Linked DNA regions of Mus musculus: regions 1 and 3 are each linked to region 2. A link is a contact called in public HiChIP or PLAC-seq data. All regions are on one chromosome and are shown on one strand. The core of a region is the stretch at or near the end of the contact, and the rest is flanking DNA. Distances in the headings are between cores, read along the strand shown. Region 1 has its middle 6.5 kb from the start of Gm34576. Region 2 has its middle 16 kb from the start of Ccnl1. Region 3 overlaps Kcnab1 (potassium voltage-gated channel, shaker-related subfamily, beta member 1).

The links. HiChIP or PLAC-seq counts read pairs in DNA pulled down with a chosen protein or histone mark.
Region 1: an H3K4me3 HiChIP or PLAC-seq map of craniofacial prominence shows a contact between it and region 2, with 5 times the contacts expected there. The contact joins two enhancer-like sites. A contact is called at or near these places in 2 of 484 Hi-C or Micro-C datasets (Sertoli cells and bone marrow-derived macrophages) and 7 of 115 datasets of contacts at active chromatin or transcription factors (astrocytes, bone marrow-derived macrophages, craniofacial prominence and 4 more).
Region 3: a contact with region 2 is called in an H3K4me3 HiChIP or PLAC-seq map of bone marrow-derived macrophages, with 6 times the contacts expected there. The contact joins two enhancer-like sites. A contact is called at or near these places in 3 of 484 Hi-C or Micro-C datasets (CD4 T cells, bone marrow-derived macrophages and embryonic stem cells) and 8 of 115 datasets of contacts at active chromatin or transcription factors (acute myeloid leukemia, bone marrow-derived macrophages, embryonic stem cells and 4 more).

Annotation. Positions count from the first base shown.
Region 1 is chr3:65,441,200-65,444,569 of GRCm38.p6, reverse strand. No RefSeq gene overlaps it. Among named protein-coding and RNA genes, the nearest start is that of Gm34576, 6.5 kb to the left of the region's middle. Within about 2 kb of position 2,104, at least 175 of the 459 cell types and tissues checked have an H3K27ac peak or open chromatin away from gene starts, as enhancers often do. A contact at or near this core is called in Sertoli cells, astrocytes, bone marrow-derived macrophages and 2 more, where this site is marked.
Region 2 is chr3:65,972,909-65,976,562 of GRCm38.p6, reverse strand. No RefSeq gene overlaps it. Among named protein-coding and RNA genes, the nearest start is that of Ccnl1, 16 kb to the right of the region's middle. Within about 2 kb of position 1,997, at least 437 of the 459 cell types and tissues checked have an H3K27ac peak or open chromatin away from gene starts, as enhancers often do. A contact at or near this core is called in Sertoli cells, acute myeloid leukemia, astrocytes and 3 more, where this site is marked.
Region 3 is chr3:65,318,024-65,321,408 of GRCm38.p6, reverse strand. Kcnab1 (potassium voltage-gated channel, shaker-related subfamily, beta member 1) reads right to left here. Exons shown (of 14, transcript NM_010597.5): 8 at 1,904-1,990. Among named protein-coding and RNA genes, the nearest start is that of A330015K06Rik, 17 kb to the right of the region's middle. Within about 2 kb of position 1,943, at least 40 of the 459 cell types and tissues checked have an H3K27ac peak or open chromatin away from gene starts, as enhancers often do. A contact at or near this core is called in acute myeloid leukemia and bone marrow-derived macrophages, where this site is marked.

The DNA of each region.
Region 1 (3,370 bases), core at 855-3,354, 530 kb after region 2:
ATTTTCTTACATGACTTTGAAATGAAGAGGGCTTTAATAAAAACAACAACAAAAACAGGAGGTGGTTTCCTGAGGCCACAGGGGGAGTCCTACCAGGTCTAGAGTCTGCCCTCAGCAGCCTGGATTGTGAGACAGTTAACAGGGACACAGAGCCAGAGAGAAAGAAAAATCAGCACCATTTATTTATTCATTGTGAGAAATAAGATCATTATATTCAGGTATTCACCTGGACTTCATATATTTTTAAAAATGCTTCTTTAATATTTATATAGCCTTTCTTTCAAGGAACTGGGAATACATTTAAATAATAAGTTGCCATGGCACCTTGGTAAACAGATTGTTGGGTTTAGAAGTGAAAAAATTTGGATGAGAAAAATAAAGGTACCCAAAATGGGCTTGTAAGGAAACATACCAGCTTTAACCTCATCTCTGCTTTCTTTTACCTCAAGCATAGAGGTTGACAGTCTATTGGGCAAGGCCATTATGGACTCTAGGGCCAGAGGCCTCTAGTGCACATATGTACCCTGCCACCACCACTGAACCTTGGGCAAGTTTCAATGCCCCCTCCATGCTTCAGCTGTGCCATTTTAGAATGGGCTAATAATAGTTAAATTAGCTGGAAGATGCAGAGTGACCTGAGCAACACTGTCATATAACAAGCAATTAAGAAATGCCAGCTGCTAGCATTGTCTTGGGCACTATAAATGATCACTTTCCTCATGCTCATAAAATTAGATCACGTTTAGGCATTACTAATTATTAAGGCTTCAGCTTAAAACTCCAGCATGAAACATTCCTTATGTTCCTGAGGGACAATGCATTTCCAGAGGAGAGTCAGAGTTGGTGATGCCACTTTTTTTTTTTTAATGGTTACAAGGAAGAGACTAGAGAAACGAAAGTAAGTTTTACCTAAAGCATTTCAACATATTAGAACACTTAAAATATGGATATTGTGTTAGAGGCACCAGTTTGCATCCTTGGCTTTGTAGCGTATACCATTTAGAAGCAGAGGATAGAAGACATTACAGAAGAAGCTGAAGTCCCTTCTGCAATGTTGCTAAGGGAAGTTAAGAGTCCATGGCTGGTAATTAAAATTAATTCGACGTATTGTGCATAAATTGGATCCTAATGAGAGGAGCAGTTGCAGTAAAATAATTAAAGAATGAAAATATTTTCTCAGAACAACAACAACAAACTAAAAAAAAAAAAAAAAGAAAGAAAGAAAGAAAGAAACCCCTCAAAGCCAAAGCCAGGGAGGCTGTCCATTCTCGGCTCATGTGTTTCTCTTCAGCTGCAGCTGGATAAAAAGGAAGCAGTGTGGAGGGCAGAGAGATGGAAAATCAAAACAAAACCTTTCATGTGGTTGGCTCAATCTGGGCAGGGCAAACAGGACACCTGTGAGTAACAGAGAAGGAAATCTTTGCAGACAGTGAAAGATAAGTCACCCGGCCGGGCACGGCAGCAAAACCAGCCTGGAAGTAAATGACAAGTGCCAGGGACCGGTGGCGACTTAAAGTCAGAGTACCTGCGGTGAATCAGAATCATAAGAATTAGATTCGGGAGAGACAAACTGTTTCTCAGTCACTTATGTCTTTAAGAGGATTCTTTTTTAAGAATGTGTTCAAGTTTACAATGTATTCAATTTCCCAAAGCGTAGGAGGTTTAGGGAGACTTCTGGTGAAGTTCAAAGACTAAGGAACTTAACTTCCCAGTGAGAGTTTATTTTAAATGTATCCATATTGGGTTTTTAAACTGTTTTTGAATTCTAACTTTAAAAATGAATGTTTAAAACAATTCTAGTTTCTAGCTGAGTAGCAGTGGCCCCTTTGCATCCAACAGAGCCCAGGATGGGTGTGCCCACCCAACCCTGATATCACAAGCTCTGGGGATTCCCTGTGGGCTCCCACTCGCCTTGGTACCTCTTCTTGGTGTGGGTAGTTTGGGGGGTGGGGTGGGTGATAGAACATTTTTTTAAAAATCTGTTTTTGTAAGTTTCAAGACAGAGAATGGAATCAGGTGGGAATATTGTAGAGTCTTCTAGCCAGTTCTGAAGCACTGATCTCTAACTCCGCCCACCGCTAAGCTGGTGCCAGTCACTTCCCACATTGCTGTGGAATTATAAGTATGCAGATTAATTCCCTCCCCTATGAACTTCTCCAGGGCAGGGGCCAAGCCTAGTCATTACTGCGTTTCCAGTTCATCACAATGAGTAACACAAAGTTGGTGTCTAATAAATATTTATTGCATAAATAAAAGCTCAGAGGGCTGGGCTGTTCCTCACCTCTAAAATGAGAAATACTCTGTTATTTTATAAGACATAACTTGATTCTCCAGATAACATCTCTCTTTGCCATGTGCCTTATTCATTCTTTCGACCCTTTGGCTCAGGGGATCTTCGGCTCTAACCACTAGCAACCTGGACAGAAGACTGGCCTAGCAAACTGGACCACCACGGGTGCCTCTCTAAGCACTTGAAATGAGTCTCCCAGGGACTGAGCCAAGAGTCTACCAACTAAAGACCAGCTGCAGAGTTTGGGAAGTGGAGTGGACACAGCGGATTTGTCGCTTGCACATCTGAGGCATGTGAAGTCTTTAAATGAGGGTACACCCAGCTCCCACAAACCCAACGAGCCAAGCTGGGTGAGCCAGCTGCTTTCACTTTGCTGAGAGGAAACTGCTTCTCAGTGTTCCAGTGTAGTTACTTGGCCAGATTTTCCCCGGGATGGTAATGAGGACAGTGAATGTTGGCTGTTCACAAACCCTACTTATAAATGAGCGATTCTAAACTCTAGCCCCCAGGGCCAGACAGGCTGAGTGAAGCCTGCTGGGGAAGTCGGCAGGGATGGCTGTCCTCAGGGGCTAGAAACTGCAGCTCAAGCAGGAATCTGTGCCCAGTGTTGCCAGGCCTGATTTTTCAAGGGATGCCAGATACGCAGATTATATGGGCATTTCCCCGATTAAGCAAAACAAAACAGATCCAACTGAGCAGGCAGATGGAACCCTAAACTGCTAGGTATTTTTGAAATCTGCAGTTCAACCAGGTGAAGGAGCCTGTTACCCTGTGACTGGCAACAGAAGATTCCTAATCTTCTTTATTTATTTTGTTGGTTTTGTTTTTTGTTTGTTTGTTTTGGCTTTATGATTAACTAGAAACTTTGAAATTTTTACAAAAACAAGGACCATATAAAGGTGAAGTAGTTAGCGCACATGTGGAAGTGAACTAGTAGTATTTGCATTTTAATTGCATTTTAATTCCCTTATAGGCAGCTTGAATCTGTTATAAATGCTAACATCTGTATACATATGACTATGAGTTTATGTACAGAAACACGCATGAATGTTTATTTTTAAGTCACTGATCATTGGTATC
Region 2 (3,654 bases), core at 748-3,247:
ACCATGAGAACACAGCCCACAGATCAACTAAACAGGGCTTGTTGAGGCTCAGAGACTGGAGCGACAATCAGGAAGCCTGTATGGGTCTGAGTTAGGTCCTCTGTATAAATGTTATGATTGTTAACAGCGGGAGTGGGACTGTCCCTGACTCTTGTCGGCCCTTAGGACCCTTCTCCTAGTGGAATTCCTCCTCTAGCTGTGATCTGAGGGTCTGTGCCCAGTCTTATTGCAACTTGTGTGTAACTTGTTATGCCAAGTTCTGTTGATATCCCTGGGAGGCCTGCTTTTTTTCTCAAGGGAAACAGAAGCAATGGATCTAGGGGAGAGGGGAGACTGGGAGAAGCGGAGAGAGGGGAAACTGTTCTGTACAGTATAAGAGAATAATTTTTAAATGGCCTGTACTAGGCCAGAATACAACCAACTGAATATAAAAATGGAATCAGTTACATCAATTCCACATCTCCAAATCTAAACTGATCTTCCCAAGAGTCTGGAGCAAGTTCCTGACTGGTCGGTCTCAACAGGAACCAGTCAGTTCTCTCTATTCTAACACTAAAGGCGACCTGAAGTAAAATAATGTTAACCAATTAGGTTTGGGGGTTTTGTCTGCTTGTTTTTGTCAACTGTCAGAATTCCACTCCTGCCTTACAAGAACAGTCACTGTGAAATGTCTAATCGGTTTGCTCTTTCACGGGTCATCAGCACTCCATTCTTCATAAAACTAACTTATTCTGCCTCCGTCTATCAGAACACCCATTTTATAGATGAAATGTTGCCCAATTCTAGACTTATACACAAAACAACTATATGAAAATTCTTTGTCTTTTGACACCCTTATGAACATGTTTTCTTTAACCCTGCAATTTAGGTTTGTGGGGATTTAAAGGGCAGGATAAAAAGGACAGCTCAATCATCAGGAAAGCAGCCAAAGATCTGATAGTGTTGAAAACAAAACAAAGGAAGTGGCAATAGGGAGGGGAGTCGAGACAAAAGGGAATTTAGGAAGTGAACTAATAACAGTAGTAAAGAGAAAAAAGACAAAAGCAGGCAGAGCCTGGGTGGGGGTGGGGCACACTCAGACACCGCTTATTTAAAGGCGCCTTATTCAAGTTGGCCTGAAGGCGGTGGCTTTTGTTCACTTAAATTAGCCTTCTGGCCTTTTTAAGACAATTAACTATTCTCTAAAACTCAGCTGCTTTTCATGTCCAGCCTTTCAAGACGCAATACTTGGATAGGACAATCCAAAAGAAAATTAAAAATTACATTAATCTTTTCAAGCTAGGCTAAGGTGTCTTATCCCAGCCTTCTTACAGAAAGCCTCCACGCTCTCTCCAGTTTAGAGGGAAGGCATAAATACAGCTCAACGTTTCCAAATACATCTAATTGACCTATTTTCTTGTTGTTTCCTTTCAACGGAAGCCCCCAGCTTGGGAGGGGATTAATAATAGTTTCACACAAGAAATGGGTACATTTAAAGTTTGAAGAAACTCTAAAAACTGTTCAATTTAAGTGCTTGGAGGCCAAGGCACAGGAGAAGCAACTGGTCACTCAGCCCACCCCCGAGGCCCACGGCCAGACTGGATAAGGACTCGGCTATTGGCGTCACAGGAGGCTGGCGCTGCGGGGACCAGAAGAGGAGCAGCGTCAGCGCTCGCAGGGACAGAAGCCAGAGAGCGAGTTAGACACGCCCACAGGATGGGAGGAGGGCGCCGCGCGAGCGGGTGGGCGGGGCTAGATGACGGCTTCCGGTTTGTGCACTTCCGCTCCACCCGGTTCTCTCCCCCGCCCAGCGCGGCTCCCTGCTGGCTTTCCCAGAAACTGATCAGTGGACACTCCTCGGGGCTGGATGAGTCCCAACCCGAAACTTGTTAGTCCCAGCGTATGCTCTCTGGCGGAAAAGCCGCGGCTTTTCCTAGCTGGGGCAGGGGACACTAACGTCGCTTGTCTGCCGCTCTGCGGTACCACGTGGTCAGCGAGTTGGGTGGAGGTGGGGGGGAAGGAGTTGCCCTGCCTCCCCCAGTTCCCTGGGGCACAGTGCGGCTGTCCAGTCCTGATCTCTCCAGTGCCCTATTGAGTTGTGGTGACGAAGGTCTTACCAGGCTCCCGTAAACCTTGTTAATATCTTCGTAATGACCTGTTTACAAAATTCACTTGCCCCAGAACATTTACCAGCTTTCCTATCAAGAAGATAAAGAACATGTGATGTCATGGCCTTGGCATTTTGAATGTTCCCAAACGCTTTACTGGAGAGCAGAAACAGCTTTCTCTCCCACAGTCCACGTTGGGACTGAGTGTCCGCAAATCCCACACAACACACTAGAAAATAGCATGCTTTACCAATACTATAGGCTGACGTCTAGGTGTCGAGGTTTTAAGTTTAAAGCCGAGCCACGCTGACTACCTATAGTAAAATTGGCATTATAAACGAGTCACTACAGTACCTACAATTATATTTATTTATTTTTTTTTCTCTTTTCAAGACAGGGTGTTTCTATTTCTGGATGCTCTGGGGCTCTGTAGACCAGGGTGGCTGAAACTCAGAGATCTAGCATGCCTCTGTCTCCCAAGTGCTGGGATTTAAAGGCTTGAGCCATCACCACTCGACTGAAATCTTAAAATTTAGGTGTAAACTGTCCTTTTATCTAAATACAAAATAGTAATCCAGCCAGCACTCCACTGATCTCCGGGAACACTGTAACTAGAAACTTGGTTGCTTCTGAGAATCCAAAGATACACATGAAAACAGTGTGAACTACCAAAAGCAATTTTGTTCGTATTCCAATGTACTCATTTCTAAAGTAGCTGAAAAACTTAGGAATGTAAACACCTCTAAATTGTTTATTGACTGGTAGAAAAAAAAATCTTGTTTGTGATGGTTTGGAGGAGCAGTAGATGAGCAACATCTGTTTCTGAAGTATGTATGCCACTAGACAGAAACAAAATAGCCATCACCAATGCAGGACTTTTCTCTCCAGTGAGGTCAATGTTACAGTGTTTACAACTAAGTCCAACTAAAATTTCTTGCAAAGTACCCTCTGATGTGTTTTCAGGAAGTCTTTTCCTTTAGTTACAAAATGAGTATTGTTCAGTATGATGTCACAGTCCTTCCTAAGCTGCAATGTTAGCCTAGTTGCTGTCACAAAAAAGATTTTGGGGGGGGGGGGGGTGAGAATCAGGAAAAATATTTTAGAAACAGCCCATGTTACTACCCAAGTCAGTGACTGCCGTGTCAAAAGTAAATCTCTTATTTTGCAAAGTTAAAACTGAACAACCAAAATTTTTTTAATTAACCCTATTAACAGAATCTTTTAAAAATTTCTACATTCTCATTCCATACGCTCAACCAACGGAGGAAAGATGAAAGGAGTCAGCTTGTCAAATCTGTAATAAATAATTTACATGTAACATGGACTAATTAAGGAAGAGTAAAGAAGCCAGCTCCACTCCTTTCTTTGATGGACAGATCTCTAGATCAACACATACAGCAATTAAGCATATCTCTTAACTAGATCAGTTGTTTAGAGGCTTTGGGAATTTTTAGAAAAGATGGTCCTTGTAGGCTTCAAGGTAAGTGCAGGCCTTTGTAGAGGCTAGGTTATATTCTTAAAGCACTAGGTTGTGCTTTGAACCCAGGCTGGAGAGAATATTGATCTC
Region 3 (3,385 bases), core at 694-3,193, 660 kb after region 2:
GACTCTGGTATTTCTATTTGATCTATAAATAAGTGATTATAAATTATAGGCAATTATGGAATATAACTTTATCAGAAAGCTAGAATAAGCTACACGGAAACCATTTGGGGTGAGTCTTCCTGAGAACAGCCTGGAGCGCCTGTTCACTAGACCCAAGGCAGAGGAAACTTCAGGGTTGGTAGTCTGCTGGGGGTGGTGTCTGGCTGGCAGCAGGGAGAGGTGGAGGGACTGCATTCCAGTACAAGGTGGTAATCTCTGCTAAGGGAGCTACAGAGGCCTATGCTTTGTGACTTACTCAGTAGGTGGGAAATACCCATTGTTTAACACTCTTCGTACAATGACTAAGTATGATATAGCTTCCCACTTTACCTTGTAGAACTTTATTTGAAAATCTTAGGGAAAAACGTAATTTTCTCCAATTTCAGGAGAGGTTAGATAATGCTACATTACAGACTCTATCAGGGAATAGCAGTCTGTTCTTTAAAAAAAAAATACTTGGAAATTTCTTAACTAAATTTCAACATACCATTGGTATTTATACAAGAGACACTTAACCTGTTAGCATCACATGGCTGGAGAATTTCCTTCTTTTACCCACATACTGTATCCTTTTCACTTGAGAGGCCCTTATAATATGGTTTTCTTTTTATAGCTATACTGCAGCTTATATTTCCTGATTGAGGGGCTACAATATATCCCTAAAATTAAAGGTAAAGTAGGATGCAGGATAGGTAGGAGGACAAACTCAGCTGTTGTCTATATGTACATGGTGTAACTGTAACAGACACCATTCCAAAGAGGAAAAGAGCCACCAGGTACTTAAAATGGAGAAACAATTAGCCTTTTAAAATCCAATATTTTATTTGGTAGTTTTGCTGACTAAATGGCTTTAGTGCTCTGTTTGAATGTATCTTTGTGAATTGTGTGACAGCATGCTATTATTGAAATAAGTATCTCTAATACTATTTATGATCTGCATATCAAACAGCCTTTGTTTTGACAGATACACACACACATATATATGATATGTAAACACAGATAATAATGTGTATATAAATATATGTATATACACATAGTTTCTCTGTATTTGGGAAAGATAAATGGCAATACAAATAGTCTCCATAACATATGTTTGAAATGAATGACGATCTACAAAATGCAACTTAGAAAATTCCTATGAACTTGAATCATTCATATTCTCCTTAATTTCCATAATCTAACAGTAAGAACAAATCTTCACAGAACAAATCTTATTTCTCAGTCATCCCAGGTAAGATTGACAAATGGATACAATTGAAAATGTGGCTTTTTGAGTATTCTAAAGGCTTTCACAGGGGACAAGCTGTGGTTTTCTGACAGGGGGGACAGGAGCACAGCTTGCAGAGAACCAAACCCAAACTGCAAAGAAGAGCCTTATTAAGTAGGTCTGCCTGTCCAATGCCTGCTCACTCACAGCATGTCTCAGCATTTATCAGGCAGGATTGCAAACTAATCAGACTTAGCATCATTATAGAAAAGGAAGCTCTGTAGAGGAGCCTCAGAAACAGTGGTTGGATTATCTGAGTAACGTAATCGTTTCAGTTGATGAAATCATAAAAGTGAAGTGAATCTGGAAGAAATGAGTATTTTGCAACCAAGAAAGGAAACTGAAAATAAAGGTAAAGAAGGAAGTTAGAAGGAGGAAGAGGAGGAGGAGTGGGGCGGGGAGGAAAATAAACCTACGTAGTAGTCTCTTGGCTTTTGGGGTCAATACAGAAGCTAAAGGACATTGGAAAGGTTTTATTTTTTTAAATTCTAGCTTAACAATCTGAACATACTTCATTACTTACTGTAGTAGAAACAGTCTTCAGGCTAGGTCCAGCAATTCTGTAGCCTCTTTTTCTTATTAGATTCTTTTACTCACCTTCCATGGGAGTGTTGCTGTCTGGGCGATTTGCAAAGACCACATCCACGTATTCCAGTTGCAGCCTCTGGAGGGAGCCTTTCAGTCCTAGCAGCAGAAGCAGAAAACAGAATATAACCAAAGGCCCAAGAAGTCCAAATAGGACCACACTTAGAAAGTGCTTGAGTTTGATTTCTTTCAAGAATTTACTTAAAAACAAACACTGAGTTAATTACAAGAGTCCTCTTGAACAGGGCACAGCAAGACGATAGCAGCAATTGCTTACCTTCAGAAACATCAGTTGGAGTTATTTCCATATGACTAACCTTCACAAGAGTTAAACCAGAAGAAAGATGATAGTGTCTGGGTTTTAGTATAATAATGGAAAATGATGTTTGAGCAAGCCGGAGGGAAACCCTCCAAATCCAAGAATCAAACAGCCTAGAGAACCACAGAGGCTCTCACCATTCCCAGTGCTCCTAATACAGTTCTTTATGCTATGGTGACCCACAACCATAAGATTATTTTTTCACTGTTATAAATTGTAACCTAAATATCTGTGTTTTCCGATGGCCTTAGGCGACCCCTGTAAAAGGGTCACTTGGATCAAAGGTTGAGAGCAAATGGCCTAGAGAGAGACACTTTTTGGGAGGGGAGGGAGACTTGAACCAACCTCTCACTAGGGTGAAATTCAGTACTGAGTAGACTCCTCCACCCTGCCCTTGCTCCCAGGCTAATCTTCACAGAGAGTCTCTGGATCCACCCCAGAGCTAGGCAAGCATCTCTGACATTGGTGAGCTGGACCCGGGTTCTCACTTACACAATTGCTAACTCAGCCAGTATACCAGTTCTAAAGGTTGTAGCATCAGGTATGACACTACTTAACACCAATCTTGTTAGCCAAGGGATTACCTCCACTATTCACCTTCAATCTCAGGCAGCAAGTTCAAAGACATTTTATTTGCAAGTAACGTATGATGGAAAGAGGTATAGAACTTTTACTTGAAACTCAGTGCTGGGGCTGTAGATTCTTCCCATGAACAACACCCATGCAGAAAAGCCTGGATGTCACATAAAATTCCAGTTTGCATTGCCTGTACCTGGCTGCAGTGGTGTCCAGCCAAAGGGACGACATCACCAGACAGGCCATGGAAACATAGTTACACTGGACTCAGGAACCTAAGGGCTCCAGAGAGGCACCCAAACCTGGCCTTTTGAGCTGCATCCCTTGTGGTAAGGCTCAGGGCTGCTTAGAACCCTGTTGTTCCTGACTGCAGGCTAGTGATTGTAGATGAGGTGTTCGGTCCTGAGATTGGATCACCTTATCTAGGCAGTCCCCTAATCTACCACATACAGCGGTACCAATTGCAACAAACCTAAGCTAGGGATAGCAGAATAGCAGCACTAGTTTTGAATTTACTGGGACTAGCGCCCTCTAGTGTTGCAACCGTGGGCAATAAATACAGGCTCCAGAACGACCTTCTTAGAATTCCCAGGCCAGGC